2 separate regions of the Mus musculus genome follow, and region 1 is linked to region 2. A link is a contact called in public promoter capture Hi-C data. All regions are on one chromosome and are shown on one strand. Each heading gives the region's core, a stretch centred on a gene start, on an enhancer-like site or on the middle of the called end of the contact. The rest is flanking DNA. Distances are from core to core; before and after follow the strand shown. Region 1 holds the start of Golga7b (golgi autoantigen, golgin subfamily a, 7B). Region 2 holds the start of 4933411K16Rik (RIKEN cDNA 4933411K16 gene).

The links. Capture Hi-C pulls out chosen DNA fragments and counts their contacts.
Region 1: a promoter capture Hi-C map of liver shows a contact between it and region 2. The contact joins the promoter of Golga7b here to the promoter of 4933411K16Rik in region 2. A contact is called at or near these places in 1 of 39 promoter capture datasets (stem cell-derived epiblast-like cells), 3 of 484 Hi-C or Micro-C datasets (embryonic fibroblasts and embryonic stem cells), 1 of 115 datasets of contacts at active chromatin or transcription factors (pancreatic cancer cells) and 2 of 9 other capture datasets (liver and pancreatic islet).

What each region holds. Positions count from the first base shown.
Region 1 is chr19:42,254,200-42,257,224 of GRCm38.p6, reverse strand. Golga7b (golgi autoantigen, golgin subfamily a, 7B) reads right to left here and starts at 1,486. Exons shown (of 5, transcript NM_027694.2): 1 at 1,042-1,486. The coding sequence starts at 1,053.
Region 2 is chr19:42,050,809-42,053,889 of GRCm38.p6, reverse strand. 4933411K16Rik (RIKEN cDNA 4933411K16 gene) reads right to left here and starts at 1,662. Exons shown (of 1, transcript NM_025752.2): 1 at 262-1,662. The coding sequence starts at 1,458. The coding sequence ends at 544. The region is part of intron 1 of Hoga1 (4-hydroxy-2-oxoglutarate aldolase 1); the gene reads right to left.

The DNA of each region.
Region 1 (3,025 bases), core at 237-2,736, 200 kb before region 2:
ACAATGCCAAGCAACATCAGGAGATCCAATGGAATGATGGCAGTAGCACTTGGTACTGATGTCATGCCACTCGCCGGAATCCCAGAGGCACCGCACAGAATCACTCACAGGCCTTTGCTCTCCTCCTTGGCAGTGGTCCAGCTAGGCTGGAAATGGGGAGTCACCACAAAAGCCGGCAGCAGCCGAGCTGGGGAGACCCAGTGTGCTGCAACACTCTAAAAATTCAAAGAAACTTTCAGCTCTGCTGTTGGCATGCTGTGTGGGTACCGAGCCAATCCTTTCTTCCGTATGTCAGCTTCACCATGCGTAAAGAGCTCTCCCCGGGGAGGAGTAACCTCTGGGGGTAGAGACACAAGTCCCGACTTCTTACACATTATGCCAAGATTTTGTCCTTAGCTAACAGGTCCCTTGGTCTATAGACACACTGTGAAGCACACAGTCGCTTCCCCCTCACAGGCAAATGTGGATACACTGAGAACAGCAGCTCAAATGGAGAAGGAAAGAAATTCTCAAAAGTGGGGGCTGGTGCAGGAGGTTCATTAAAACCAACCCTTTGGGTTCTGGGCCTGAGCATGTCTTTTTCCACGTTCTCCTCCTAAGGAAATGTGGATGTGAGGGAAGGTGTGTCTTCCCTAGACAAGCATTTGGGTTAGAAGCAGGATACTGCACCGCATAGCAACAACAGCAGTAGGCCACCTTCCCTCCCCTTACACAGGTGTGCAGGGATCTCCAAACCTCTAGGGAGTCAGAACCCTGTGTTCAGGAGAAGGGGAAACCCCAGACCAGCTGGGACTTGGTGCTATTGGTAACAAGTAGATTCCCAGGGCTCAGAGTGGCATGGGCAAGATTGACATGTCAAAGGTGAAGGGACCCCTCAGCAAAGCTCTGCTTATATGCCATGCCACTCCACACCTCCCACCATGAACCCAGGGAACCACCCTCTACCCCCATCCACCCCCGTCTTCTCCTCGTGCCCAGTCTGCCCCTAGTGGGGAATCATTCCCTGAGGCATTGCCTGCGGGTTAAGGTGTTGGGCCCTACCTCAGTGGCCATCTTCAGGGCGTTCTGACCAGTCCTTGGCTGTCGCTGGGCTGGTTCAGGGGGGCTGTCCGCGGTGCTGATAGGAAGAGCCGGTGGGCTGGCCGAGGCCAGCGAGGGCCTGGGCGCTGTCCGCGGTACTGATGAGATCGCCGAAACCTGAAGCGCGCTCCTGCCGACCGGAGGGTCCCTGAAAGGTGGTCCGTGCTGTCCACGGTGCTGACGCGGGAGCCGGACCGGGGAGGCGAGGCCGCGCCGGAGGCTCCTCACCACCCGATCGCCTGCTGCCAGGGTTCCTGCAGGCAATGGCCCGGTTTTATCTTTGACAGTGGCAGCAGCGGCGGGCACGGGGGCGGCGGGGGAAGGAGGGGCCAGCGCCTCGGCGGGCGGGGAGGGGGAAGCCGCGGCCCCCAGACTCCGGCACCCGCCGGAGAGGAGCCCCGCCCGCGGCCACCGGCTCCGCTCCCGCCCCACCCCGTCCCGCCCCGCCCAGCGCCCCGCCTCTCCTGCCTGCCCTCCCCCCCAGCAGGAGTGCCTAGAGCGTTGCGCTAGCTTCCACCGCCTCCGGGGACTTCCAGAAGCTGAAGAAAGAAGATGGGCTCTGCTGCAAGGCACCCGGCCTGCAATACGGAAGGCCCCACCATCCACAGGCCGCCAGCCTCTTACCTTTCCAAACACCTTCAAATTCTCACTCTAACCTTCCCGTCCTGCCCCAAGCACTACCCAGCCTTATGGGAACATTCCCTTCCCTCTTTTCTCCTTTCTGCTTCCTTAAATGGGTAAAATCCCATTAGCTAGGGGAAAATGCTGCAGATATAAGAGAGCATTTTCTTAAAACACATACGCACATTTCATCCCCAGGTTTTCCCTAGGGCCCTTTCTTTTATGGAAGCCAGTCTTTCTTTATGATCCTCCTAGTCCAGGTCCCACCCCTTACACTTCTGTCTCCCTACAGCCATCCCAGAGTTTATACACACTCCCACAATACCCAATTACCACCACTAATCAAAAACCACATGCCAAACCGGTATGCCCACTCTCCAAGGTGGTAATTTGGCATTAGGCCTTCCAATCAAATGGTTTATCTACTTAATAAGCAGAAAGGAAACCCCAACACAGGTGTCTTTGAACACATCCACAATAACCCCAGATCTGTGTCTGAGGGGAGCTGGGTACTTCTTCTACAGCCTGGCTGCCCACAGGTCAGCAGCGTCGGCCATGACATAAAACTGGAGTAGGTGCCACAACAGGCAGCCAGAAGACCTGACTCCAGGTCAGACTTCTCCCGATTTCCTACCTTGATTAGCTGTCTCACTCCCTGAGTTTACGGTCCTCTTTCTGCAGGATATACTTGTTGCCCTTCTTCATTAGCCTATAGCTAGGGTCCTTTCTTCTTCTACCAAATTTCCCATTTAAAATTTCCAAACATACAGGAGAAGTTGGGGAAAAGACATTTGCCAGAACAGTCTAACTAACTCAGTCAGCAATAGTATTTTTACATTTGATTTTGATTTGTTGGCTTTGCTGACGGAAACTGGATCAAGGAGACGTATATAATTTCACTAGATTATCAGAAAGCGATAGATTCCACAGTTTTATCCTTAAATACTTCAGCACTCATCCCCTCAGAATAAGAACATTTTCCTGAGGCAGGTGTGATGGTGCACACCTTTAATCTCGGCGCTCCTGAGGCTGAGGTGGGTGGAGAGACGTGAGACCTTGTCTCAAAAAGCAAAATAACATTCTTCTCTGTAATCACAATATCATTATCATGTCTTTTAAAATTCCATGGTAACCCTACTATTTTAGGATGGTTTGTTACCCCAAAGACATATTAATAGCTTTTTTTTCAGCAGAACTTTCTATTTTTAATACCAAACATTTATGGATCACTTAATGTGTGCCAGACAGTTCTACACTGCACATATATTTTGAAATCCTGACAATTGCTGTGAGTTACATTTTTTATTTTTTAAAATCTGTCTCT
Region 2 (3,081 bases), core at 413-2,912:
AAGTCCCACCTGTCTGAAAGCCTGTCCCTGGTTCCTCTTCCCAAGCATCTGGCTATATCCTACTTCTTGGCAACAGTAGGCAGATTGGATTGGGGTCTCTGGCAGTACCCTAACCCAGACCAGGGGAGGCTGTTCTGATGCTAAGTCTGATGCAATGGAAAGGGCCCCAGACAAGGCCCACTTGCAGCACTGCTGGGGACATACCCTCTCTTCCAACCCTGCCCAGATGTCAGTTGACTACAGAGCCCCTGGACACAGAGTGAGGGTGTGCAGGGCTTTATTGGCTCCATTCAGGCATGTGGAGTCAGTGTGGGGCTTGTGGTTGCTCCTGTAATCTGCCTCCTGTCTTCTCTCGTGGGTCATCAGGGCCTTTGGGCTGTTGAAGCTGCGTCCTTTCCTCCTTCCCTCATGACCTCTGCTGGGGCCAGAAGCAGCAGGAATTTGGTTGGCAGTCTCTTACCCTGACCGCGTAGGTTTCCCCATAGAAGAGAAAACAGGCCTATGTATGAGAGCCAGCCCTGTGGGGGGCAGGGACACATGGTTTCAAGAGCCATAGATTGGGTTTCTGCGGTTGGGCAGATTATGGCTCTGGTGGCTTGGGTGACCTGGCTGACCCTGGTGACTCTGGTGACTCGAGTGACCTGGATGACCCTGGTGGTTGGAGTGGCCCAGATGAGTCTGGTGGCTTGAGAGGCCTGAATGACCCTGGTGGTTGGAGTGGCCCGGATGACTCTGGTGACTTGAGTAACTTGGATAACTCTGGGGGCTCAAGTGACTTGGATGATGACCCTGGTAGCTGGAGTAAACGGGATGACTCTGGTTGCTCTGGTGGCTTGGATAGGAATGGTGGCTTTGGTTACTATGGCGACTCTGGCTATAGACTGTGTGCGATTGGTTGGCCCCAGCTACTCCAGTTTCATGGTGAGTTAGGAAATTCCCTTTCAGTTTTATCTCCACCTCCTCCAGAGCCTTCAGCTCTTCTGGGCTGATGTTCCTGGATTCTGCATGGCCTTTACGACGGTGAGTTGTGGAGCGCTGCAGCATGGAGTTAGCCACGCGATGCCCCTTGGCATCAATCTCCTTCGTACAAGCTGCCACAGCAGCCCAGGTGTCATCCTCCATGGACGGGGACTTCCCTGACTCCCTCTGCATCTCTTTGGTCATTGAGCTTCCAGATATCTTCTGTTTGCTGGCAAACGAATCTCGGTGCAGAGCCGCGCCCCTTTCTCCGTGTTTGGTGGTGAGGGTATCCACGTGGAGGGTGGTATTGACTTCCCCATGCCTGCTTTCAGGTGAGTGGCCATTGTTGCTGACATAGCGGTAGGTGGGCAACCTCTCCTCGGATAGGCGGCTGAAGTGAGATTTGATCCAGCTGTCATTTGCTCGGTGGGATTCCAGAGGCTTGTCTTCTGTAGTCTCAGTGGCTGCCTTCCTTTTCTTCCTGTGAGCCCACAGCATGAGGCCTCCACCTCCGAGCAAGAGAGCGGTCCCCAGCACCACCCTGCATGATGGTTGCTGGAGGAACCCCAAGAAGTCCTCCAGGGCCCTAGGCCTCACAGAGAACTAAGAGCACAGTGGGAGTGCTGGAGCCCAGATGGTAAGGTTCATGCTTGAAGGGACCGGAGCCCTGCAGGTATCTGGCAAGCAGGCCCCTGCCTCGCCCTCCCTAGGATGCCCTCTGACACCTCAGCAATGAGCCCCATTGTGAGGAAGGCAGCTGGGGGTGGGGTGAGGCAAGGCCACCTCATCACTCAGACCTAGTCTGGCAAGCTTCCTGTAAGGATCAGGTCTTGTCTCCTTTTCTCCATAGAAAGAAAGATAGCATCATTTAACTCTTCTGCCTCCCACTTCCAAGGCTCTCTGCTCTTCTGTTCTGCTTAATTTCCAGTCTTCGGTTTCCCTTGTTCCTGTTCCTGATCTAGTGGCCGCCACAGGATAGAGGATACTGAGTCAGTTTGGCCATGAAAAACTGGGACCACTCAATTAGACTGATATCCATCCCTGGTCAATAAGTGTTGTACTCAATACCCACGACCCATCTCTGCTGTCAGCACAATATCCCTAGCTCTATTACAGGGAAGAGTCCAGAAGGGAAAGGGTCCGGGAAGGGGCTCATATGGAACAATGTGAGGTCACAATTGAGAACAAAGAATAGGCTGAGAAAGCAGAGCAGGTAGGACTGACTGCAGGGCCATCCCAGGGTAATTAAGCTACATCTTGCCTGAATAATAGCCAGCAGATACAGAATTTGCCCCCTGATAAACATGACAAAGTTTTGAGCCTGGCTAGCCTGCTCAATCTTGAGTAACTCCTATGTATATGGGGCTAGAAGCAGGCCTGTGCTACTGTTTCCCTCAAGGCAAGTAGCACACTTAGAGAATGCCAAATGGGGGCTGGAGAGATGGCTCAGCGGTTAAGAGCACGGACTGCTATTCTGAAGGTCCTGAGTTCAAATCCCAGCAACCACATGGTGCCTCACAACCATCTGTAATGAGTTCGGATGCCCTCTTCTGGTGTGTCTGAAAACAGCTACAGTTTATTTATCTGAGAGAAAGAAAGAAAAAAATGCCAAATGTTGGCATTGGAGAAGCTGTGTTGTTTGTAGCTAGAAAAAAAAAAATACTAGACAGTTAAGAACACTTACAGAGGTCTTAAGTTCAATTCCCAGCAACTACATGGCAGCTCACAATTTATCTAATATGGGATCTGATGTCATCTTCTGACATGCAGAGAGCTCATGAACATAAATATATTTTTTGTTGTTTTTCTAGATAGGGTTCTCTATGTGACCTTGGTTGTCCTGGAACTAACTCTGTAGACCAGGCTAGCCTCAAACTCATATCCACCTAACTCTGCACTACCCCCTGGCTGGAAAAAAAAAAAAAGTTGTGGTATCTGAGAGGCTGGAAAGCTAGGTCCAGAGCACTTGCTATTCTTCTAGAGGCCCTGAGTTTGGTTTCCAGTACTCGTCCAGCAGCTCAGTCCTCTGTAACTCCAGTTCCAGTGGATCTAACACCTCTGGCCTTATCTGGTGCCTGTATTCACATGCCCACGCCCACATGCAGACACACACCTAGACAC